4 separate regions of the Mus musculus genome follow, and all the other regions are linked to region 3. Evidence: chromatin contacts called from public promoter capture Hi-C data. All regions are on one chromosome and are shown on one strand. The core of a region is the stretch at or near the end of the contact, and the rest is flanking DNA. Distances in the headings are between cores, read along the strand shown. Region 1 holds the start of Arl14ep (ADP-ribosylation factor-like 14 effector protein). Region 2 holds the start of Nat10 (N-acetyltransferase 10). Region 3 holds the start of Eif3m (eukaryotic translation initiation factor 3, subunit M). Region 4 holds the start of Dcdc5 (doublecortin domain containing 5).

What was found. Promoter capture Hi-C pulls out the DNA fragments that hold promoters and counts their contacts.
Region 1: a contact with region 3 is called in a promoter capture Hi-C map of liver, with 4 times the contacts expected there. The contact joins the promoter of Arl14ep here to the promoter of Eif3m in region 3. A contact is called at or near these places in 2 of 39 promoter capture datasets (liver and pre-B cells) and 2 of 115 datasets of contacts at active chromatin or transcription factors (astrocytes and microglia).
Region 2: a contact with region 3 is called in a promoter capture Hi-C map of pre-B cells, with 4 times the contacts expected there. The contact joins the promoter of Nat10 here to the promoter of Eif3m in region 3. A contact is called at or near these places in 2 of 39 promoter capture datasets (liver and pre-B cells).
Region 4: a contact with region 3 is called in a promoter capture Hi-C map of hippocampal neurons, with 2.1 times the contacts expected there. The contact joins the promoter of Dcdc5 here to the promoter of Eif3m in region 3. A contact is called at or near these places in 2 of 39 promoter capture datasets (cranial neural crest and hippocampal neurons).

The regions. Positions count from the first base shown.
Region 1 is chr2:106,969,357-106,975,893 of GRCm38.p6, reverse strand. It overlaps Arl14ep (ADP-ribosylation factor-like 14 effector protein), which reads left to right and starts at 1,497. Exons shown (of 5, transcript NM_001025102.2): 1 at 1,497-1,622; 2 at 6,336-6,537. The coding sequence starts at 6,400.
Region 2 is chr2:103,758,368-103,764,778 of GRCm38.p6, reverse strand. It overlaps Nat10 (N-acetyltransferase 10), which reads left to right and starts at 3,509. Exons shown (of 29, transcript NM_153126.3): 1 at 3,509-3,730. Caprin1 (cell cycle associated protein 1) reads left to right here. Exons shown (of 19, transcript NM_016739.3): 19 at 1-1,834.
Region 3 is chr2:105,014,726-105,020,483 of GRCm38.p6, reverse strand. It overlaps Eif3m (eukaryotic translation initiation factor 3, subunit M), which reads left to right and starts at 3,457. Exons shown (of 11, transcript NM_145380.2): 1 at 3,457-3,538; 2 at 5,582-5,714. The coding sequence starts at 3,497. Gm38521 (predicted gene, 38521) reads right to left here and starts at 3,363. Exons shown (of 2, transcript NR_165821.1): 1 at 3,281-3,363; 2 at 1-2,814.
Region 4 is chr2:106,079,588-106,086,077 of GRCm38.p6, reverse strand. It overlaps Dcdc5 (doublecortin domain containing 5), which reads right to left and starts at 5,079. Exons shown (of 24, transcript NM_177844.2): 1 at 4,838-5,079.

The sequences.
Region 1 (6,537 bases), core at 248-2,747, 2.0 Mb before region 3:
CTTCAGGGATGCATTTCCTGATTTTCTTTCATGGATAGCCTCACATAGCAAATACTGACAGCAATGAATGGACTCTGGGTTTTTAAAAAACAAGCAAACGAAAACAAAACCCAATATACCTGCCTTTACGTGAGAGAAGGTAGAAGGGAGTGGAATCTCTGCCTAGCTGTAGGCATGCCCTAGTCTCTTCCCTTAAGGTCTAATCCAATGGGGCAGGTCAGGGTCTGGCTGGGAGACATCTACTAGGAAGGTAGGTTCAGCTTAAGAGCAAGTTTTCCCTTCCCAGACTCCTTCCAATGCCCCATTCAGTCCTAAGAGCAGAGCCTTGGTTAGGTTTGGCTGACCTCAATGGGTCTGACCTGCTTTCTGAGGCACGACAAAAAAACTGTGTAACTATTTATTGTTCCATCTTTTTCCTTCAGGTGCTGGCCAGAGCTCTCTAACTTAGCATTAGACTTCCTCCTCTTTGCGGAAGTTCCACCTCTCACCCCAAGGCTGTCTGCCACTGAGGCCGGTCATATTTATACTCTACATCTTCCTCTTTGGGACAACTTAAAGATTAACAAATTGCCTGCTCTTGGGTTTTCTTTTTAAAATTCTAATAAGTTGTCCTTGAGTTGTTCTGTTTTAGTTTATTCTTTTATTAATAAAACTAAGATCCCCAGGAAGGAACCCAAATTCCTAGGTTATCATATGTTGACTCTGCAGGGACACCCAAAAATTTCAGGTAATGCTGTCCTCCTTTTTAATCCTTGAGCTGACAAAGAGAACCGAACCCAGTCCTGCACTTCTAGATGACATCACTGGAGGTGGAGTTGATCCAAACACACCATATGTGTCAAATTCTCAAAACCAAGAAAACGTTATATTCATAGCCGCGTGGACTACCTATAGAGTTCTAGGGTCCAGCCTCAACTACCTGGCTGCAACCTTGTCCCAAAATTAAAACAAAAACTCACGCACCTCAAAACAACAATGATTACACCTCTTCTCTCCACCCCCAAAATGTAAAGGTTAATTTCCTGTGGTGTACCTTTTACTCAAAGATCTAGACTTTTTTTTTTTTTTTACAATATATAATAGAGAGAGCGTTTTAGAATATGTTTAGTTGGAATGGATCAAAAAATAAAATGTGAGACTTTAAATAAAAGGTCCATTCCTTGAGTTGCATTTAACTCTCCTCCAGGATTAGGGCTATCTAGGTGCGTTTGTTTGGTGTCCTGCACAGAACAGATTTGCAAACGAAGTAAAGGAAACCTGTGTTTGCTAAGGGCCTCCAAGAGCCTCCCAATTCCCCAACCTCAGGAGAGGATACAAGTTCCCCAAGGCGGGCGAGCAACTGAAGCAACTCTTGCGTTGGATTGAGTCATCCCCCCTTGTCCCCCGCACCCAGCCCTTCCTCCTCCGGAGGCCTCCGGGCTGGCTTCCGCTCTAGGCTCCTCCTGGTTCCTCTCCATGGTACAAGCGGTCTCTCTAGCCGCCCTCGCCGTCCTCTCGGTTTCTGCGCGGGGCCGGCGGTGGTGTGGAAAGCCGAGCTTGGCCTGTGCAGAGACGGTGCTTCCGGAGCCCAGCGGAGACCCGTGGCAGCTCAGGTGGACCGGGCCGGGTCGGGCCGTAGGGCTGTGAGTGGACTCTACCGATGGCACTTGAATGTGGGAGGCCGCGGTGAACCGGGAGGAGTGTTGGGAGGGGAGGCTTGTACGGCGGAAGGGGCTTGTAGCAGCCTGGCACCCGGCTCTACCCTGCACACAGTAGGTCCGCCACTGCATCAGATTGCAGGGTTTTATTTGAACCAGGGCCTCGCCACTGCTGAGCTTCATCCTCAGCTTCTTTGTGAGGACTCACTCGTGCCAAATGTCCTAAACTACCCTCCAACTCATCAAGCCCCTCCTGAGTAGCTCAGATTACAGAAACGAGTAACCAGGCCTGGGGCTTTTAAGTTTTGTTGTTTTGTTTTGTTTTTTGAGACAGTTTCTCTGTGTAGTCTTGGCTGACTTGGAATTCTCTATGTGGACGAGGCTAACCTAGAACTCACAGAGATCCGCCTGCCTCTGCCTCCCAAGTCTAACTTTAAAAACATTTTGTTTTATTACTTTATTTTGTATGGATGGATGTCTTGCCAGTATGTATGTGCCAGCAGTGCGTGGCTGGAGCCCCGACAGATCAGAACAGGGCGTCGGATTACCTTGAAACTGGAGTTACAGGATAGTCTGAGCCACCGGCGTGGGTGCTGGGAATTAACTTGGGTCTTCTGGAACCATCTCTCCAGACCGTCTTTAAAATTCACAATCTTCGCAGTTCTAACCGTGTGATATTTAGTTACGCACTTTGGTGGGTTGAGGGTTTCATTTGTTTCGTTTTGTTTTAAATTTTTTTCTACCCTAGTGCTGTTGATTATGTCTGATGAGTTGAGGCATTGGCAGAGAGTAGGGGCATTAATGAGTGAATCCCACGCGGGGTTGTGGTGGGGATCATTGCAGAGAAGTGGGATCCGATCACATCGATTTCAAGGAGAGTCTGCCATTTGGGACTCTAGGAATTTCTGACCTTGTGTTTATTCAAAAAATTTCTAAAGAGTAAAGTGTCAGAATTTGCTAATTAGAGAAGCCTTGGCTGTTGAGGGAATCCGGTAGTGCCTTGCCTTTGGAGCTTTGCATATAATGCACTAACAAGTAGCAGAGTATGGTGTTGCTGTAAAGCAGAAAGACTGGAAGTTTACTCTTTTACATAGGTTGATGGAAACCTCCGAGGTGAAGGAGGAATTAGTGATGCTTGAAGAATTGATACGAACAAGTGGGGTATACAGATGACTGGATCCCATGGTGGCTGGAGAATATGTGACCCCCGAGCCACCATACTCTGAGGAGGTTTTGCTGACTTGACCTGTGATTGGCCAAACTTGGTGGGCCTAGAGACAATGTAACTTAAAATTGGATTAAGAAATATTTTGTAGCCCGGCATGGTGGCGTAATCCCAGCACTCGGGAGGCAGTGGCAGGTGGAGTTCAAGGCCAGCCTGGTCTACAAAGTGAGTTCCAGGACAGCCAGGGCTATACAAGAGAAACCCTGTCTCAGGAAAAAAAAAAAAGAAGAAGAAGAAGAAGAAGAAGAAGAAGAACAACCTGGAGTAGGTCATTTAGTTAAATCCTTGTCAGAGTTATTTTTTGCTGTTTGGAAAACAAAATAGATGCATAGACAATGCCACACATCTATGAAGGGCCTGCAGACCCACTGATCCATTCAGGCATTAAAGTATAGTGCTTTTGGTGTTAATATTTGTCATTAAGAACGTCTAACTGGCCAACAAGCCCCAGGGACCCTCCTGCCTCCGTTTTACCAACACTGGGATTACATTTGGGCACCAGAGCACTTGGCTTGTTTGCTTTTGCAGGTTCAATGCCTGGGTCCCTACACTTGTGTGGCAATGGCAAGCAATGTACTGACTGAGCCATCCTGTCTGTTGCCAACAGTCTTGTCTAGGAAAGAAACTCCATCCCTCCCGTAGGAAATTTAAACTGAGCAGTTCCTGTAAGTTGTTCTTCAGGAAATCTATTTTAACTCAAATAAGAAGAGCTAGAACCAAAGAAGGCTTTGCTTCCTAAAAGGCTCTGAAAATGGAGGTGCCAAATTTAGCAGATAAAAAGAAAGATACCGGGGCTGGTGAGATGGCTCAGTGGGTAAGAGCACCCGACTGCTCTTCCGAAGGTCAGGAGTTCAAATCCCAGCAACCACATGGTGGCTCACAACCATCCGTAACGAGATCTGATTCCCTCTTCTGGAGTGTCTGAAGACAGCTACAGTGTACTTACATATAATAAATAAATAAATCTTTAAAAAAAAAAAAAAAAAAAAAAAAGAAAGATACCTGACTGTGCACTTAGATATGAATTTCAGACAGATGGGATTAACCTTTTAGCAATATGTAGGACATAACTGATAAAAGCACAAATATGCAGATTTAGCTAATAATTCTGTATCTGGCAACAACTGTTGAAAATTCTCCTTTAACCATGACTCCAAAGAGATCCTTACTTTAAAAAACAAAAAAAACAAAAAAAATGCAGTGACTGGGACTGAAGAGATGGGCCAGCAGTTACAAGCGCTGGCTGCTTTTCCCAAAGACCTGGGTTGAACCCAGCACCTACATAGCAGCTAACAACTGGAACTCCGGTTCCATGGCATCTGATGCTCCACTTTCTAGCCCTGCAGCCATGTAGGACACAGACATTCGTGTATGTAAAGCAACTATACACGATTTGCTTTTTCGGTTGGTTGGTTCGTTTCAAATGCAGTGATTAGATGGACAGTTTAATTTTCTACAATTGACCCATCAAAAATTATAGTACTTTAAGGACTTGGATTTCTAAACATAAACTTCCTGAGTTCTAAGATGACCTTTCCCCCTCTTTTGAGACAGTTTCTAGCCCAGGCTGGCCTCCAGGGAGGGAGCTGAGGAAGACCTTGAGTTTCTTTTTTTTTTCTTTTTTTCTTTTTTTTTTTTTTTTTTTTTTTTGATTTTTCGAGACAGGGTATCTCTTTATAGCCCTGGCTGTCCTGGCTGTCCTGGAACTCACTCTGTAGACCAGCCTGGCCTCGAACTCAGAAATCCGCCTGCCTCTGCCTCCCGAGTGCTGGGATTAAAGGCGTGCGCCACGCCCCCACGCCCGGCCCGACCTTGAGTTTCTAATCAGCCAGCCTCCCAGATGCTGAGACAGTAGGAGTATTCCATCATTTGTTTCTACGGTGCTGGGACTTGAACCCAGGACTTTGTGTCTGATACAGGGAGTTCAGGGCAGAGTAGTCTCAGTTTCCTGCTGCAGGCCACGTGCACGCTGAATTGTGAATTTTCTTTCTCCTGTACTGAGGATCATTTCCACCTTGTTTTCTCCTTCACTACCCTATTAGATTCTTTCCTTGGGTTCCAAGTTTTGGGGTCCCTATAAGAAATGGCAACCAGCACCTCCATCTCTTTTTTTCTTTCTTCTTTCTCTCTTTGATCCAGATTGCCCACCGAGTTGAGTCTTATATAATACATAGCAGGGGCCATGCAGCTGCCTTCAGGGCCATGCAGCTGCAGTCATGCATTTCTGGCAGTCTCAGCCTACATACACTGGAGTCTCAAGGACTACAGTGTATCCTCTGCTTGTTAACGGATTTTGCAGGCCCTCATAGTACTCACACAGCAGGCCCCACAGTTCCTTGCACAAACTTTCCCTGTTTACCAGAGGTTAAACAAACATCTGTTTACCACAACTAGGCCACCAGCCACAAAGCTAAATAACGATCCCACCAGTGTAACCACTGGTGAGCTAGGGAGTTTGTTTGGCTTATGGTATTGAACTTTGGGATTATTTACAGGAATATGGGTAATGCCCTCATGAATGGCAGCCTCCTAGAGGTTACATCCTTGAGTCCTTCCTGCAGTTATCCTGCCAGTTCACTTCCTGTGAAGTGATTACAGTTCCTTTGCCATTCTAATCTCAATGTATCAGTTAGTTGCTATGGTTACCAGGCCAAGATGACAGTGGGATGATTCCCTATGTCTGGAGGTAGAAGATGGTTGTGGTATGGCAACCTCATAAAGGTTTGCTTAGGCTTTTTATGTGTGATTGTTCATCTGTGTTGTGTTTGTTGATCCAGAAGAAATTTTTCTTTTTTCATGTTAGCCAGTAATCCTTTTCACTTTGGTGTGTAATGCCATCTATTTACCACAGTAACACAGGACCTCGTCATACACCAAACCCCAGTCTGTTTGTCTGCACTACAGCAGTACCATAGTGTCTTTACTTAGCTTTCTAGTAAATCAGCCCTTCTTTACTCTCACCATTTTTGGACTTGTACTCTATCTGCAGTCAGCTTCCACACTCAAGCAGGATGGCAGAGGGGGCTTTCCATTTGTGTTTTGAGTGAAATAGTACTGAATTTGTAGAATTCCATAAAGGTCTTTTGTATTTTTTTAACATTTGTATATTATGTAAAGCATACAGTGTGTTAGTTTCCAGCATCGTTGTTAAATCCCCTACATATTCTAAGCAGTTTTTCTGTTGAATCTCTAATATTTCTCATGTGAATACTTCTTGTTTATTCTACTTCGCTCCCATGTAATGTGATCTTAATGTTGTAGTTGTGATCTCAAGGATTCTGGTGTAGATCTGAGCTGACAAGACTTTTTCTCCCATTTCATGATTAAATACATTCATTCTTTTGGTATTTCCTACTACTCCATGTTTGCTGTATTTTGCTTTTGTTTTCTAAAGAAGCTGCATTTTACTAACTTTTTACAGTTTTCCAAATCAGAATTTTCAGTACAAATCTGTCTTTTAATCTTTTCTTTAGGTTGACCTATCAAAGAGATTTCTAGACAAAATAAAAGAGGGGGAAATTGATAGAATCAAGGACGATGGATCCGTGTTCAGTTGGAGTCCAGCTTCGTACCACACACGACTGCCATAAAACCTTCTATACTCGGCACACAGGTTTCAAGACATTGAAAGAATTGTCATCAAATGACATGCTTTTACTTCAGCTTAGAACTGGA
Region 2 (6,411 bases), core at 2,260-4,759, 1.3 Mb after region 3:
TTGAAGAAAATAAGTTTAGTATTGAATTTGAGTTCTGAAGTGAATTCAGGGAATGTCTCACGTTTCGGGCTTCTACCCAAAGTGTAGGGCAGAAGGTGTAAAAGTTGTTTGTAGTTTGACTTGTTTATTTTTTAAGTTGCTTATTCCTTTCAACAGCAACATATCATTAGCTGTCATTCTACCATTGCAGTTCTAGTGAGTTTTAACGTCTGCATTCAAGACTGTTTTAAAAGCAACCTCACTGGACAGAGAACTGCTAAAGTCTTTTCCTTAAGATCTGAGTCTTTGTTACTCAGTATCTTCTATAATATGCAAATGCTTGTCTAGAGGCAGAAGACCTTTTGTTTGGTCAAGTGTGTATTTTACCAGAGTACAGGGAACTGATGGTCCTACATGTCTCTTAGTGTAGTAAGACTATAAAATCTTTTGTACATGCACAATTCACAGTATGTTTAGATACCACGTGTATAATGCCCCCCCCTCCCCCAGGTAGCATGCCATTGATGACTTTTTGCTTAGGGCCATTTTATTACCAGGGCCTTAATATTCCTAAAAAGATGATTTTTTTTCATCCTTTCTCCTCTTTTGATCATTGTATCTTGATATTAAAAACATGACCTTCCAATGATTGTAGTAAATTAACTTCTATAGTTCTTTTGTCTCTATATGTATTCATATATATGCTATTGTATAGAGACTTCAAGGAGACATGGAGATGCATGCTTATTCTCAGGTTCATTCACTAAGGTGCTTGGCAGACAACCAGTTTCTAAGTGCAGAATGTAGTTAAGCAGCTTCATATATGTGCCAGGCAATTTGTTTTGTTAAATTTTCATCTACTTAAGGAAATAGGGTATTGTAGCTTAGGCTGATCATACCCTTCATTTCAACCTTAAGCTCTCAACCTGCATCCATCCGACTTGAGCTATTAAGTACTTTAGTTTTATCGAGTATAAGTTAACAGAAAAAGTAAATTAAGCTTTGCCTTTACTATTTTGAATTTATATACATTCTGGAAAAACTTAGAAACTGTTGTATATTTCATTAGATTAAATTATATGAAAATGTGATTGTTTATAGCAAAGCCTGTGAGTTGCATACACCCTAAGGAAAACTCCTTAAGTGCTCCTTGAAGAGAGAAGAAACAATTCTGGGTCTGGTCTTTTTAAGAACAAAGCTAGACTACTGTATGTTAGCACTGTACATTAATAGTCTGTTGTGAAGCTTGAGCAGTTTCCTGCATAGCCTTGATCCTTCACCGTTGGCATTGAAAATAGCAGTATCCCTGATGTACTTAAAACTTAAAGTCAGGTTTTGGTATATTTATTTGTAAGTCTTAATTTCCTCTAAATACTATATCTCTTTAGCGAGACAACCTGAAATTTATTAGCACATTTGGGTATCTCTTGCTTGGCATTATGGCCAGTGTTAACTATTCAGTGGTGAAAAAATTACCCCTCAAGACACTGGAGTGACCCCAGATGTGTGTAGTAAGTGGCATGGTTCAACTGTGTGGTTAATGATAAATATATGACTTAGTCGGTATGATCTGGAAAGACTTGATTGAAAGATAATTCAGCTGACATAAGGATGAGTGAGGAGTGGCAAACTGGATAAAAGAGTCAAGAGACCTGTATTCCAGTGACTCCTGTTTTGTTTAAGCATTAGCAAGATCTGTCTGGGGAAACTGGATAGGGCAGTTTTCTTCCATGTTTAGTTTTTGTCTCAACATTTGGAAGCTATTGAAGGTTTTAAAATGGTGTGTATTGTTTTTTTTTGGGGGGGGGGTGGCCAGAATAGTGGGTCATCTAATAAAACTGCCATTTAAAAGATCTTCACTGCAGTGTTTAGAACAAAAGTTTATGGGCAAATGTAATCCAGAAAGTGCATCATTCTTCAGCAGAAATTGAGGTGTAAGTTGGAAGTGGTGAAAGGATTTCAGATTCCCTGTCACCACGGAGTATCTTGTGCCTTCAAGGATGGTTTCATCTCTGGTTTTACTTAATCCAGGTGGCCAAATCCAGCCTAGCTGTTCTGAATATTAATTCTTTATAGTTACTTTGTCTATAAATACCTAAGTCCCAAGCCCCTCAAATTCAAAAGTCACACTAAAGTGCTTGAATATTAAATGGCCAGTGAAATGGCTCTGCAGCTATCATCACTTGAAGTCAACCCAGACCAGAGTTTTGACTCCTGGGACAAAGGTGGAGGAAGAGAATTGTCTCCAAAACCCTCTAAACCTGCAGGTGTGCAGTTCCATTCCCATACCCATCTTCTCAAGCACATTTGATATTCTACACTGAGAATATTCTACATCAACTATTTTCAGTCCAACTACTTGATAGGGGCAGTTGGCAGTAAGTTGGAAGCTGTCTTTGTTGTCTTTATATTCTTCAGTAAAATCACATGCTTCCACAGCATAGACAGCTCAGCCATCTAGCACTGGCTACCCTTCCCCTGCCCTACTACTTTATCATTCTAAATCTTGACTATCTTATGGCAGTTGCCCCCGTTTGCATCCTGACCTGGTGGTTTCAGATTTTGCAGTGACTAAGGTAATCATAGCCATCATCTCTGTTCCCAAAATTCCAGTTTTTTGTTTTCATTACAACGGAAATACCATATCTGGGCTACTTAAGCAGAATCGACTAGCCTTATTTGCCCATTTTTGTCCTCTTCCTATATTGGTTCCTTTAAAAAAAAAAAAGTCGAGTACTCACAAGGGTCATTATTTCTAAGTTTTGTGTTTTGCTTGTGTCACCACCACCTTATAGGACTTGTCTGCCCATTATAACAAAGTACTGGTAGTTTTATTTTCTTAAGTGCATTTAGAACCTTAGTATTAAGTCTAGGGCTGTATTGGTGACTTAAAACAATATGGCTAGGCATCATGAAGTCTTTAAAGTCCATTGAAATTTAGATTGATATTGAAGTTGGTGCGTAAATTTGGGGAAGGAATTCGTTTTAGATAACAGAACTTGTGCCCAAAAATATAGGATAAACCGATTTCACGTGGCTCATGCTAAAAGGAAAGCAGACATACTTACGGGTATCCTTGTGGATGTGGTTGGATGAGCTTTGAGACCCAATGTTGGGCTTTTAGTACACTTGGCATGAGTAAGAAAAGCCTGCAGAGTACCGCGGCCACGATCGTTGGTACAAAGTCTACAGACATTCTCAGACTGCTGCCGGATGGAGGTTCAAGTAAGATGAATTAAACAATTACTGGGCTAGTTTCATATAAAAGTAGGGAGGTCGATAAAACAACACCTACGCTAGCAACAGCTATTGCCTTGTACAACCCTGCTATAGAGGTTTTTTTCAACATAGCAACAGTGGACGAGTTCCTGTACCAGTGGCAACGGCAAATGCGAGACACCCGGATATCTAAACGATTACTTCCGCCTGTCATAGCCAGGTTACCCGCAGCAAATGGCGAAATGGCGGCCGGGAGTTAGTGCGCAAGCGTAGCGGAGATCCGCGGCGTGTTCTTACGTCATCACTAAGCGTCGAAGCCATGGAAGGTCCCATAGCTGTAGTGGTCCCCTCCCTTCTGAGCACTTGCCCACGTGCTGTCTGCCACTTAAGCGGATTCACGTGCAGCGGCGGCCCCGGCGTAGCTCAGCTGTGTAGAATTTTCTCCAGCAGATTGGTCAGCCTGGGTAGCAACTCGGTGTCTTCACGTGCTTCCGTTGTGCAGCTGCCTGGTGTCGGCCGGAGCAGGGCGCAGGTACTCTTTGCAAGGGACTGGGTCGGATGTTGAGATGTGCGTTTGGGTCTTTCACTGGCCGGTAGGGCTGGCTCGAGTACGGAAGCTTCTGTACCGGCTGGTGCCTGTATCTTCGGACTCTTCGCCTGGACTGCCCTACAGACAGACGTTCCTGGTCCGGGATACTCTGACATGCGGGGCTGGCTTCTCGAGCGCTTTCCGGGAGTGTGGCTCCTTCCCACACTCGGGCTTCTTCTCTCTCTTTGAGAGAATGGGTTGGTGTCAAAACTATTTTCTGAGAAACTCGGCTCCTCGTAGCAGTGGTAGGCTTTGAACTAACGCGGTTTAGTCCCAGATATTCTGCTCTTAAATACTGCAGTATGCCAGTTTATTTGCACTATTTAGCTGTCTCAGTCAGGACATTTGACAGTGCACCTCGTGATGCTTAGTACCCGGTGCTGTGTGTACAAGAATGGATACAGCCGAATGAAAATGACTTGTCGATCAGGTTGTGGTGGCGTATACCGTTAATTCCAGCGCTTGGAAGGTGGAGCCTGGAGTATTTTTTGGAGCTCGAGGCCAGTCTGGTCTGCATAGTGAGACTGTTTGAAAAAACAAAACAAAGCAAACAACAACAACAACAAAACCCAATACGATTCATCTTATTTTCTCTTTCCAATAATGCTTTCCTTATGTATTAAACGTTTCTTGGAACCAGTAATTTTAGATCGTTATCAGATCCCTCACTCTGGCCATTAATTTTACATTAGTTTTGTGTGTAGTTGTATTTCATCTACTTTTAAAAGTACTTTTTAGAATTAAAGCTTGTACTCAGGGGCCTTACCTGTTAATTCTAAGACTCTCCTATTATAACAAAAAATAAGACTCCCCCCCCCCCCCCCCCCCAAGACAGGGTTTCTCTGTATAGCCCTGGCTGTCCTGGAACTCACTCTGTAGACCAGTCTGGCCTCTAACTCAGAAATCCGCCTGCTTCTGCCTCCCAAGTGCTGGGATTAAAGGCGTGGGCCACCACTGCCTGACAAGATAAGACTTTTAACAATTAAGCTGGACTCGTTAACATTAGGTACCCATTCATTTTTTGTAGGTGTTTATGTGGCTGGCAACATAAAGCTTACAAACTGAGTTGCTTTGGACTTGGGTAGATCCCAGTGTAAAGTCTATTTGTTACATCAGTGCCTTGGGATACTAGATTTTTTTTTCTTTTAAGACTTATTTATTTATTATATCTAAACACACTGTAGTTGTCTTCTGACGCACCAGAAGAGGGTGTCAGATCTCATTAAGGATGGCTGTGAGCCACCATGTGGTTGCTGGGATTTGAACTCAGGACCTTAGGAAGAGCAGTCAGTGCTGAGCCATCTCTCCAGCCTGGGATACTAGATTTTTTTTTTACTGCTTTCCCCTTCTAAACAGGCGCCATTTATTGTGATACTGTTTTGTGTTAAGACCTGTTAAAGCCTATGTTTAGGGAAGGAGGTTTTGTTTAAAGCACAACAGGTTCCTGAATTTTAAAATCACACATAGCCTGACACTCTAATACCGGGGGAGTGTGATTGATTGTCTTAATTTTTTTGGGGGGGGGGGCCTATTTGTTATAGGTAATTTGATAACATTTATATTTTATTAAATGCTGGAGGAATTGAGTTTAGGTCCCCAGCTAGGCAAATATTGTACTACTGTACACCCAATAACCCATATGGTACTTTTTAAAATCACCTGTATAGAGCCGTTAGTGTGGCTTCTCACCCAAAGAAACACATTGAATCAGAAATATTTGTTTTCTCTCATTTTATACGTAACATATGAATTTAAGCTTTTATTATTATTATTACTATGTTTTAATTGTGTGTGTTGTGTGGGGTCAGAGAAGAACTTCTTCTTTTTTTTTGGGGGGGGGGGTTTGGTTTTTTGAGACAGGGTTTCTCAGCCCTGGCTGTCCTGGAACTCACTCTGTAGACCAGGCTGGCCTCGAACTCAGAAATCCACCTGCCTCTGCCTCCCAAGTGCTGGGATTAAAGGTGTGCGCCACCACGCCTGGCTTTTTTTTTTTTTTTTTAAGATTTATTTATTATTTTTATGTAAGAACACTGTAGCTGACTTCAGACACACCAGAAGAGGGCGGGGCAGATCTCATTATGAGTGGTTGTGAGCCACCATATGGTTGCTGGAATTTGAACTCAGGACCTCTGGAAGAGCAGTCAGTGCTCTTAACCACTGAGCCATCTCTTCAGCCCCAGAGAAGAACTTTTAGGGATCCCCGTCCTGGGAAGGGTCTGCTTGTGTATACGGCCACTGCCTGGCAAGTCTTTCCTTTTGCCATGTGGATTCTGAGGATCAAATTCAGGTCCTTAGGCTTGGCAACAAGAACCTTTCCCTGCTGAGCCCTTTAACCACACATTTGAATTTTACGGAAACCAAACCATAAAAGACAAAAGTCAAAATAAAAATCACTATTCAGAAATTACTTTTTTTAAGCCCCCCCCCCCCATGTGTTGTGTATGTATACAAAATGGTATTTACAGGGTCTGGAATGTTACTCAGATGGTAAACTGCTTGCTTGCCTAGCATGCATAAGGCCCTAAGTTTGATTCCCAGAATAGCATAAAACCTTGTTGTGGTGATATACACCTGTAATTTGAGCAGTTCCCTGTAATCCTAGTACTTGGGAAGTGGAGGATCCG
Region 3 (5,758 bases), core at 2,208-4,707:
TCAAGATCACTGCTAGGTTTCGGTTGGATTTCTGCAGCTTCCACCATCAAAGTCATGGTTTATACATCAAAATAAGAAGAAAGACAAGCGCAGAAGAGTCCATTTCTAAGTAAAGTGGTGCCTTTTAAAAATTAAAGAGGGCCTGACTGTGATATGGCAAGGTGTGTAGAAACACTTGGCAAGCCTGAAGACCTGAGTTCAGTTCCCAGACCCTGCAGTAGAAGAAGTTATCCCCTTGACACCACATTCACACGTATGTGTATACACACACACACACACACACCCCAACACACATACATACACACATTCCCCAAACAGAGGGAAGCAGGTGTGATAAATCCAAGTTTTCCAGAATTTTTAATCAGAAAGAATAAAGAATTAAAAATAAAAGGAGATCTAGGAAAATAGCTTAGTGTGTAAGAGCAATTGCTCTGCCAGCACAAGGACCTGAGTTCGAGTCCCCAGTGCACACATAAAAAAGTATGCCTGTAATTCAAAAAAAGTAGGAACAATGGAGTCAGGACTTCAAGATCAGTTTCAGTTACACACTGAGTTCAAGGCCAACCTGGACTAGTGAGAGCTCACCTCAAAAGAAAACAAACAGCCACATCAGCTAGAAAAATGGCTTTGCCTTTCAGAATATATAGGGTTTTGTTGAACTTTCAGCTCCTTCTGTTTTGGGAAGTTCTGAGGACAGTTTGTGAAAGTCTCAAGAAGGATAATATAGTAGTGAAGGTTGTATGTGTGGTTATCAGCAGGGGTGACTCTTTACTGCTATTAACATACCAGTGACCCCATTTTATATCAGGCATAGGTTAGCATCAGCTAACCCCAGTTTCAACTGACTCTAAACTTTTTTTTTTAAGCATTTAGAATGCTTCCTGTCATATAGTAGATAGTACTTCTTGTACCATTTGTCTAAGGCAGATTTGTGTTTAAAGAAAAACCTTAAGATTATCAGAAAACATTTTATTAACGAAAAATAATGCTAGGGTCTTTTTTCAATTAAGAAATGAATTTGACAAAAAGTGTCATTGAAAAATTATAAAGGAGTATGCTGGCTAGTTTTATGTCAGTGTCATACAATTTATAATTACCTGAGAGGCAGGTACCTTCTTTGAGAAAATGCTTCCATAAGATTGGGCTTGCAAGCAAGCTGTAAGGCATTTTCTCCGTTAGTGACCAGTGGGGCAGGGCTCAGCCCATTGTAGGTGATGCCATCCCTGGCTGGTGGTCCTGAGCTCTACAAGAAAGCAGGCTGAGCAAGCTATGAAAAGCAGGCCAGCAAGCAGCAGCATCCGTGGCCTCTGCATCAGCTAGAGTCTTGATTTCCTTCAGTGATGGACAATGATGTGGAAGTGGAAGCCAAACAAACCTTTTCCTCCCCAACTTGCTCTTAGTCATGGTGTTTCATCATGGCAATTAAAACCTTAATATGACAGTTAATCCCTTAGTGATAGAAAGCTTGCTTAGTCCACACAAAGCCTTGGGTTTGGTTCCATCACAATAACATAAACAATAAATAAGTTGCATGCTTTAATTTTGTTCTCTCTGGAAGGTCAACCACCTGCTGGTACATAATTTTGTCAGAGAGATCAATATGTTTTTAGCGAATGAGTAAATATCTAAAGATTCAAATAATTTTGTCTCTATCCTTTTGAAACCTCCTTCTCAAAAGTCCCCTGAAGTCACCTCTTTTACTTCACAAAGTCATAGAATAAAGGAAATCAGAAAAAAGGGGCGAGTAAGGGACGGGGCTAATATTAAAATAGGGTTTTAAAATGTTCAACAAAATATATGTATTTTTAAAGAAAGACTTATTGATGAGTTAAAATAAAATACTGAAGAAAAAGCTGGCAACATTAACATTTGAAACAAATTTCCATCAAGAAAGGGGAAAGAAGCTGAAAGCAAGGTTGAAAAGTATTAATCTTAGAAAAAAAAAGTCACCTTTCAAAATTCAAAGCAAAGATTGCTGTGATGATGAGCAAGGGTTGCCCTCCAGCTTCAGTGCCCGGGCCTTGGCCTAGTTAACTAGTATATTAGTGTGTTTACAGGACCACTGGGTATCTTCTCCCTCCTGAAATTCTGAGAAGACCATTCTAATAAATATGTTCTGGCTCAGCGCCCCACTCTCCTCTTACACCCTCTCTTCTCTCCTCTCCCCCCTCAGAAATCTGCTCCCCTCTTTTCAACCAGTCTCTCTTCCTTTTCTTCCTTGAGAACGTACCCCCCCACACACACTCATTCCACATTGTAACCCAGTACTCCAGGAAGATTGTCTTAGTGTGCTTCCCATTGCTATGATAAAATATTGGCCAAAAACCGACCTGGGGAAAAAGGGTTCATTTCATCTGACAACTCTCAGGTTAACCTCCATCGCTGAGGAAAGTCATGGCAGGAACCCAAGGCAGGAACCTGGAGGTGGGAACTGAAGCAGAGGCTTGCTCGCTGCCTGCTGACTTGCTCCTTGTGGCTAGCTTGGCTTACTTTTCAATGCAACTCAGGGCCACCTACCCAGGGTGGCACCACCCACAGTGGGCTGGGCCCTCCCATGTCAATCATTAAGGAAGAAAATACCTGACAGGCCATTTATTGGGGACATTCTATCAACTGAGGATACCATGTGTATATTCTCTAATAAAGTCTGTTTTTACTTTTTCAGCCCACTTTTTAATTGCATTTCCCCCTTATTGTTGCATTTACAATGTTCTTGATCTTCATGGCTCCAAGTTCTGCATCCAGGTTCAATCAACTGCAGACTATAATATTCTGGAGAAATATCTGTGCTGAATACGCAGACCTTGTCATTCCCTAGAAAACAGAGGACATAGAATTTACATTGGATTAGCTATTTTAAGTGCCCTGGAGATGACTTAAAGTACACAGGAGGTTATATAGACACGAACTAAGCCATTTTTATGTAAGCGTCTTGAGCCCCATAGATTCTGGAATCCTTAGAGGAGGGATCCTGGAGTCAATCCCTAACATACACTGAGGCACTGTGTATTCTGGATAAGTCCTTATTAATTAAGTGGGAGCATTCTTTGAAAACTAGTCACCCTTACTTAGCAAGGAGCATGGCCTAGCAACTGGACCAGCAAACTGGGAAGCATAACACAGGGGAAAAAAAAAATAGTTCCAAGGCTTTAGGGACAGGGGGCACCTGGAAAGCTCTCAGAGGCAGCAAGAGCTCTCTAGGCTCCCGAAGCTTTGGCCCAGGTAGGGTTCCGTGACCCGCAGGCAGCAGGCGGGCAGAGGACACTTTAGCCCAACCCACCTAAGTTTCCGGGGAGAGGGGAAGATTTCAGGTAGGAGCCTGCGAGGAGCTGAAGCAGAGGCCCGCGGGGAGGAAGTAGTACTGTGGGCCCCGCCCACGAGGCCCGCCCTCTGTGGCTGACCCGGAAGCGGTTGTGCGTAACCCTGTACGGCACCGCTCTCTTTTCCGGTCGGCGTGTTTCTGGATCGGAGCGTCTTCCGCAGCCCGGCCTTCACCATGAGCGTCCCGGCCTTCATCGATATCAGCGAGGAAGACCAGGTGCACGATGCTGGGCCCTCGGGGCAACGGGTGCGGGGGATTCCCGGGACGGAGCCCGTGAGGGGGAGCGCGCTCTCCTGACCTGGGTCTCGGCGCGTGCGCGGCCGAGGGTCCGGATGCGGGCCCGGTGGGCGCCAGGGCTCGTCCGCAGTCGTCGATGACGACCCAGAACTTTTCGGGGACAGGGACCAGCGTCTGCTAAGTTCGCGTGTGGCCCGCAGGAGCAACTTTGAGCGTGTGAATGCGGGCCTTCCGCGGCCACAGGCGACGGTGGCATGCATTTTACTAGTTGGCTCGCGTTTTCTGTTCCCAGGCGGCTGGGAGGCAGGAGCATCTGGCGGGCCATCCTGGACACTTTGAAGTTCACTAATTGGGGTTTACACCTGGGTGTACAGGACAGATGGCTTCTCCTTTTTCTGTAACAGGAGGTTAATTGTTGGGATGACAGTCTTTTAATTTTCTACAACCCAAACTGTTCTTCGTGAGCATGCATACGCTTTTATAATACCCACTGACAGAAACTTGGGGTTCCATATGTTACACAGGAGAAGAAAGGAAGTTATGCACACATAGAAAGATGCCGCATTAAGAGTATTTGACAGCAGAGGAAGCTAGAGTTCCCAGGCATTGACTAGTATTTACCAAAAAGGTACTTCAGGCCAGGGGCTGAATAGAGCCTTGGCATTGGCCATATTGTAGAGTGTCTTGTTGTCAGCAAGAATGATATAAAAACATTAAACTTAACTAATTCTTAGAAAAAGATTTGTAAAGCAGGAAGTGAACAAATGCTTTCTTTACATCTTGGTTAGATTATATATTTGTGTCATAAAGAAAAAGAATGATTTCTGCTGTTATTTTGCTTTTTCTAATATGACACTTGAGTTTTCAAAATATCTTTTTTATAATACCATGCCATCTTCTGTATAAAATTACTATGCTATTGTTTGGAAAAATAATTCCATCAGACCTAAGGGTTTGTTAGGTTTCTGAGGTCACCAAACACATTTGTGGGATTAAAAATGTTGGTTATTTTCCCCAAGGCTCTTTTGGCTTTGTCCAGACAATTTGACATCCGTGCTTTTTCTTTCCCCAACCCCCTTCTTGTTTTGATATTTGGGAAGTGTTTCACTATGGCTTGTTAAACCTTGGCTGGCCAGGAACCTGTAGAGATCCCCCTGCCTCTGCCTCAAGTGCTGTGGTCACAGTTATATGTCACCTCACCCTGCCCACCACCTCACCCTGGCACCTGTGCATTTTCTAATGGAACGCTTTATACTGTGATTCTTTAAGTTTTTATTCTGTTAGCTTTAAGTCATCTACATTTCTGTTTCAGTGCATGAATGTTAAACCATCGAAGGAAAAACGTTGTTAAAGATCCTAACTAGAGAGTAAAGTAGGAAACATCCAAATGACTTATTTTAGTAGTTATTTTGATAGTACCAAAAGTGCTTTCTGCCTCTGAGAGTGATGTTATGTTTTAAGATATTTGTTATACAGTGCATTGATAGACAATTTGATACACATACACTTTCATGCAGGCTGCACTGACAGGCATTATCTTTTTATATTGGTATCTCCCAAAATGCTTGTCTCAAATGGTTCTCAAGTTATTAGCAAATGAATAGACTATTGTCCGGATGATGACTGTGATTTTAGTAGTGCTATTTATATATACATTTGACAGCTATAAAATTTTCACTTACTGGGGGAAAAAAACCTCTTCAACTTTGCCAAGTCAGATTGATGTATCTTTAGTCCCCATCCCTCCCAGTGGAGACCGCTTAAATGAAATAAGTAAAGCATTTGCTATAGACTGGAAGTCCAGTGGATACAGGTGGCAGGAAACTGAATATGATCTTTGTGAACTATGTGTCTGCGTGGACTTTGTAGAGGGAGGGAGGGAATCAACACAATTGGAGGGTAGTTAGTTAGCACTTGCATGTTACTTTGGAAGCAGGGCAGATGAGTTTGATATTTGTGTTTTATCATAACTTGATTTTTACAAGTGGATCTAGAGATTTAGCAACCCTGTTTGATTCATAGGCTGCTGAACTTCGAGCTTATCTGAAATCAAAAGGAGCTGAGCTCTCAGAAGAAAACTCGGAAGGTGGACTTCATGTAGATTTAGCTCAGATTATTGAAGCCTGTGATGTGTGTCTGAAGGAAGATGATAAAGGTTTGTTTTAATTCATTCTACAAAATATTTCTTACAAGTTCTCT
Region 4 (6,490 bases), core at 3,830-6,329, 1.1 Mb before region 3:
GACCAGAAATCCATTTTCATCTCTATCAAGACAAGAATGCAATTTTCACTTCATTTAACTGATGTTAGGCCTGCTCAAAGCATGACACTTAGAAAAAGACACAAGTTTAAGGTTCTTAAAGTACTTCAAGTAACTAGGATGCAGCTTGGTTTCAGGGGGAATCAACAGCCAGTATACACTGTGAACAATCTAATATGCTAAAAGAGATTCCTATCAAAACTTTAAAGAAGTTTTACACTTTCAAAAGGACTCCACTCCTCCACTCTGTTCTCGTAATTGCAAAGGCAACACATTTATGGGTTAGAAACTACTCTAGAGATGTCAAAGGATGTTAAGAAGGTTGCTGATAAGCCAAACATTTTAAGTTTCATCCCAAAAAGACTAACTCAAGAAAAGACTCCACTTCCTTTGCTCTGTCCGGTACATACAGCATGAAGAGCCAAATGAAATGCTTGGTCTCTTAGCAGTAGTAAAGCTAACAGATGCTTTCAGCTGACCTAAAACATAGGACCTAAAATGCTTTCAAACAGCTTATGAAAATAAAATATTAAATTCTTTTCTCTTTTCATAATGAACAAATTTCTGCCAGCACTAAAGTAATTCAAAAATATTTTGAGTCGAATCATTTCTGATAAGAACAATGTTGTTATATTTAATATCTAATTATGAAACATATTGAAAGTATGGGTAAAGTCATTTGGTTTTAGCTCATAAATTTTTTAAATCTAAAAGACTGTGGAAATCTTAATTTAGATATTAACAAAATATGTTTCAGTTTTGAACTGTGAAACCTGTGCATACTGATATTATCTGATTTTTTTTTCTTTAATAGTATAGCCGTAAAGCAAACCCACAATAGAGTTGCAATTTGAACAGTGAAATATGAGTTTTTAAATAGAAATTCAGTGTTTGGATTTCTCAACCCAATGTATCAAATATTAAGCTTAAAAAATACGTGTAAATACACTGACGAAGGTTACTTTGCTTAAATTGCTTTCTTTAAAAAACAACAAGCCTACCAAACAAAAACTACATACAAAAATATTTAAATTGCCCAGACCAAAATCATGTAGCTCTCAACTTGACTAGGTAATGAGCTGATATAAATAACCCAAGCACTCATTTTCCAAATCAAACTAAAGAGATAAAGTGTTTTGTGCACTTTCAGACATAAAAACAAACTGCTGGTGTTTTTCAACTGTTCAGGTGAAGTTTAGGAATAGCCTCTAGTGCCTAAGACATGTTTGAGAGTTATTATTATTATTATTATTATTATTATTATTATTATTATTCATTTTGTTTTACATAAGCTAAAATTTAACTCCAAGTTGATCATCCTTTTCCAAAGTGCTATAATGTAGGAGGAGGACTGAGAGTCCCACTGTATCTCAAAGTTACAGAGTAAAACAGAAGCCGACAGGCCAGGGTGAAGGCAGCCAGTGGGGGTGGTGCAGCCAATTCTTGGCTTCCTGTCTGACACTCATGCGTGACTGTAGAAGCTCTAACAACTGAGATGGGTCGTTAAAAGTATTAAATGATTAAAAATGAGAGTTTATGAGCCCTTTTCAAAACCAATGTTTTTAATAAAAAATAAATTGCTATACATTAATTATGTAAAAATCTCTAGGAACTTTGTTAGTTTTAGGAGCAGAAAAATCAAAGAAATTGTCTAAATCAGGACGAGCAGCTTCCAGTGATGAAGTTCCCCTCAAATCATGCTTGTACCTCACACTGCCGATCAGTTCGCCCAAGCCCTAATTACTGTAACTGCCTGGCGCCCTTCCACGGAGGTTTTTTTTTTTTTCTTTCTTTCTTTTTTTTTTTTTCTTTCATTTTTTACAGTATTTCTGAACAGACTGACATATTTTGTTTACTGACAGCAACTAAAGCTCTGTGTAGGATCATAAATAAAGAAGATCGTGTTTAAAAATCACTAATATCATTTTAAGAGGTACTGCAGCCTTGTGTTTTGGCCTCTGTTTGGCTGTGTTAGCCATGAATGACAGCTTCCCTGCTTGAAGCACACAGAAAGCACAGCCTTGCTCATTCACTGACAGGACTGTGGCCTTTTCACACGTTCCTTCCACAGCAGTGTTTGTCCCCAAACACTGGAACTCGACACAATGGCATTCCTACTCTAACACCCCCACCAACAGCACCAGTACATAACAAGAATGCTAATGAGCTGGAGCTGGCCCTCATGAAAGTGTTAACTACATTTCATAGAAAAGTGGTTATGCTGTTCCAAAGATTACCAATTAAACAGATTTCTGCTTAGCTCTCAGCAATTTCCAAGATGTTTCCACTCTTGACAAAATACACGTGATAAATGTAAGGCTAAGCGACTTTAAGCTGTCCTAAATATAATATCTCATTTGAACACTCACGAAGCAGTATATATTTAAGATCACTGTAAAGTAATGTGCTTAATTCAGCCCCAGGCTGTAATAGCCAAGCTAAAATTTAAAATGAAAAAAAAAAAATTACTAGGGTCATAAATACAAAACCAGTAGCCCTGACTTTTCCTTTAAAGTTGCAATGTAACGATTTGTTTAAGAGACCTTCCTTTGGGCTTCTAGAATTTTTAAACCCATTATAGTTTAACAGACAACAAAACAATATGGTTTTCCTATGGGATGTCAAAAGTAGACTAAACGGAACTGATGTCAAAGTGATCCGGTCCTACAATTTTATAATCTTAAGAATTGTTAACAAAACAAGAGCCGCCCCTCGTCCACGTTTCACCTGTCTGGTGATTCCTGAACAGGGTGAGACAGAAAACTAAACAGAACCAGCTTTCTGGAAGGCCGAGTGAAGTAGTGCAGCTCAATGAATGCTCATTAATGCCGAGGGGGACACTCATAAGATAAAGATGTGGCCAGGCTTGCCAATGGCCAGAGGTGGCATTGTAACAGTGCCACTGCAGTGAGTTTTAAAAACATCGAAGCCATGGAAAGAGGACCCAAGTGCATATAATTAAACATGCGTGACTAAAGAAAATAGAATTTTTTGCAAACTTATGGCATTCCTCCTTGCTTTCATCCCTGTACTTCAGCTTACCTATAGCATGATGAAGCTTAACATTGTTACAATGCAGTAAGGCATAGAGGTAGAGAAAGTAGCAGAGAAACGAGACGTTTAAGGATTCTTAAACTTAGCATAATATTGAAATGCTTATAGAGTAGTTAAACGAACAATCTGCAACTAACTAAAAATGTAAAGTTTTGCTCATATTTACATCTAAGATTTAATAAATTATACTTGACAGCATTTTGAGTAATGACCTCTTTAAATTAAAGCAGCAATCCTCAAGGCATTTTTGCCACAGTGAACTGAACTCCTGAGTTTAGCATTTGTTTAGAGTGGCAGAAATAAGAGGCGTTGGCCCTTATTGTCCGGATGTCTTCTGTCTCACCAACCCTCACTTTTAATAAAACTTAGAAAGTGCTTATCTCCAGATTTTATTTAAACAGTGCTTTTCTTGAAATTACAATAAAAGCCATATGCTATTTTTTAACATTGAAAATAACTTAAAACCCTTCACTTAGTGAAACACAACTACAAATAAATTTAATTCAGAAAGGCATCATTTATTTTATAAAATCATTATATATTGAACATTAATATTTAAATATTAAACAATTAAAAGAACAAAAATTTTCTTATACTGGTTTTTGTATATGCTGGCCTAGTAGAACATTGGAACAGTCTGGATTTTTAATCAAATTGTCTATAGTAGTTATTAATCCTCTCTGAATCACTATATCTCATTAAAAGAAACTAAGTACACTTTCCCTAAAAATAAAGTCTGAGACGTCCCTGGAAGTTCCAAGAGCTTTGATGAACTTTCTTCTGCCCATCGTGTGTTGCAGTTCTCCGAGTGGACAGCAGGAGGTGCTGTGTGAACACCGAGCCTGTCATCTGGAGCCCAGCTCCCTCCAGTTTTCTGTGTGCAGTGAATAGTGAGACGCTTTCAAAATATTCATTTATCAGCGGCCGGTGGCCTGAGATAATGAGCCAAATTCTAAAATGGAACCTCCAAGTTTACAATGTAAACCCCACCCTTATTTAACACAAAGGTTGGCTTCTCTTAAGTGTTATGTTGGAAGATTTTTTTTTTAATGGTACAACCTTTTTTTTTTGTAATTATCCAAACTGCAACATTCTGGTTACAATATAAATCCTTTTTTAAGTCAATCAAATGTCCCAAAACTAATTACAAAACCATATGTCTTTACCTTCACACATACATGTGTGTGTGTATAAATAAACATACAACTATAGAATAAATGCACAGAGATTAAAAGGTAAAATCTAATTTAATTTAGTCAAATACATTAATTCAACTATACTCTGGATCCTGAAATACACAAGTTAAATAAGTATAATGGAATTAAGTTCTCTTGAGGAGAAGTTAGTTCACGATTCATTTCTGTAGAATCTGATTTGCTTTTAGACCCATTTCTACAATAGTGAGGTGAGTTTACACCAGAGGAAAAATGAGGAGTCTCAGCCTTCAGAGGAGTGCAGATGAATTCATTTCCTTCGTTGGTGTTACTGACTCTGGAATAACCATGTAAGGATCTGCTTTTCCTCTGCAGAGTGAGCAGTGAGGAAAGATGAGGCAGATGACACTCCATACCAAAAGACAGACACAATCAGCCCCTTTCTTGCTGCCTTTGAGATTCCAGAGCATTTTTGGCTCCCTTAGAGGCGCTGAGCTCACAAAACATGTCACGGTTCTTTTATGACACAATGCCAATCATTGCGTCTATAGAACCAAATACATCTGAAAAAATATATATAATACAGTACTTTTTAAAAAGGGATGGCTTACCTGCTTGTAATAATATTTTTGCAGACTTTAACCGTTGATACAAGGCCCCAAGAACTCCTTGCCCGTGCATCTTAGCCCCCAAGGGTCTGAAACCTTCTCCCTTAGAGACCCAAAGTGGTCCCCTCAAAGGACTGATGGAATTTTGCAGGCATTTTTCAAGCAGAGAAACTACTGGAGAGAAAAGGGGGAAGGATTCCTTTGACCCAACTGAGATACGCTGTCTGGAATGCAGCCTCGAGACTAGAGCTAACTCTTAACATCTATTATTTATGTCTGACCTGGGTTAAGTCTTAGCGAGGCAATTCCTGCGTTACCAGTGGCCACCAGGAAGGATGTATTTATATTGCGACATCCCCCCCCATGCAAGTCTCATAAGCTGTGTGAGCACACCTGAATAGTTCTGAAGTGTGCCTAACTAGCTGCATGGAGTGTCATGGTGTGCACTGATTGCCTTATCTTCTCATTTATCACAGATGAGTTGGAACCAGCCTTGCCGAAAACCTACTTGCATTGTCCTGATAAAAACTGTACGATCCATGATGTTTCAGTGTCCTGCGTCCTGTAGAGGAGTCCGTGTACCCAAAATATCACATCTGGAAATTATTTATAAAGTATGATCCACACCTTTATAATAAGCCTTCCTACCCCAGGCCCATCATTGGTATTCGTTAAAGCAACCCACGACACAGGGTGACAAGATTGTTTAAATAGAAAAGAGGAGAATGTTAAGCAAGGATTTTCTCATGCCTTTGTGTTCCCAAGTCCCCAGAATATTTAAGCTAGTGGTGGATTCAGGAATGCTATCCCAGCAGGGGCTGTGGAAGGATATTTACTTGTGGGCCTGTCATGTAACATCCATGTGGACTTGACAGATATGTTTATACACTTTGCACATGCTTAGCTGATACAGTCTTTCTAGTGTAAAATACTCAAATGACATGGCAGCTAGGTAATGTTTTCTGAAATTTAGTTTTCCCCTGAAAAGCCAGAAATAAATAACAAAATCTTGGGGCCCAGAAAAAAAAATGAATACATATCACTTTTATTTAACATGGTCTTTTCTTAAATGTATGTAGATCCCAAAGATAAACATGCAAGATAGATAGAGATCCTAGCAATATTATTCTTACACATATTTCTGCAAGGAAAATGAATTAAGCAGATCACAAGCTAAGGGCGTAGGTCTGTGCCCTTGGTTATGTTATATGTTGCATATTTTATGCAAAGAAGCCCAGCACTGAAATGGAATTGCAATCAAGCACAGCTGAGCTACTGAGAGGTTGAGCTATGCAAATGGCCTTTGCTACCTGTGTTCTCCTAAATCTTACTTTCAGCTAAGAAAACTTGCAGTTTAGGACACCTGGTTCTCCAGCTCCCTACCAAAGCCAAACTTAAAGTCTGGTGTGTTCGCTGCTTAGAAAAACGTTGGAGATTAAGAGGTTAAGATTTCCTACTGCTATGAGTAAAATCAAAAACATAAGCGTGATGTGACGACATCTGTGCAGAATTCTGTCATCCAGTTGGAGAAACTAACGCCTGAAATTCTAACAAGCCCACTTTTATACACACAGAGAAACTACTTTTCTCTATATGTTTTAAGTAAATAGGTGTCTTACACTTTCATATGTATAATAGATATTTATATTTTTATAT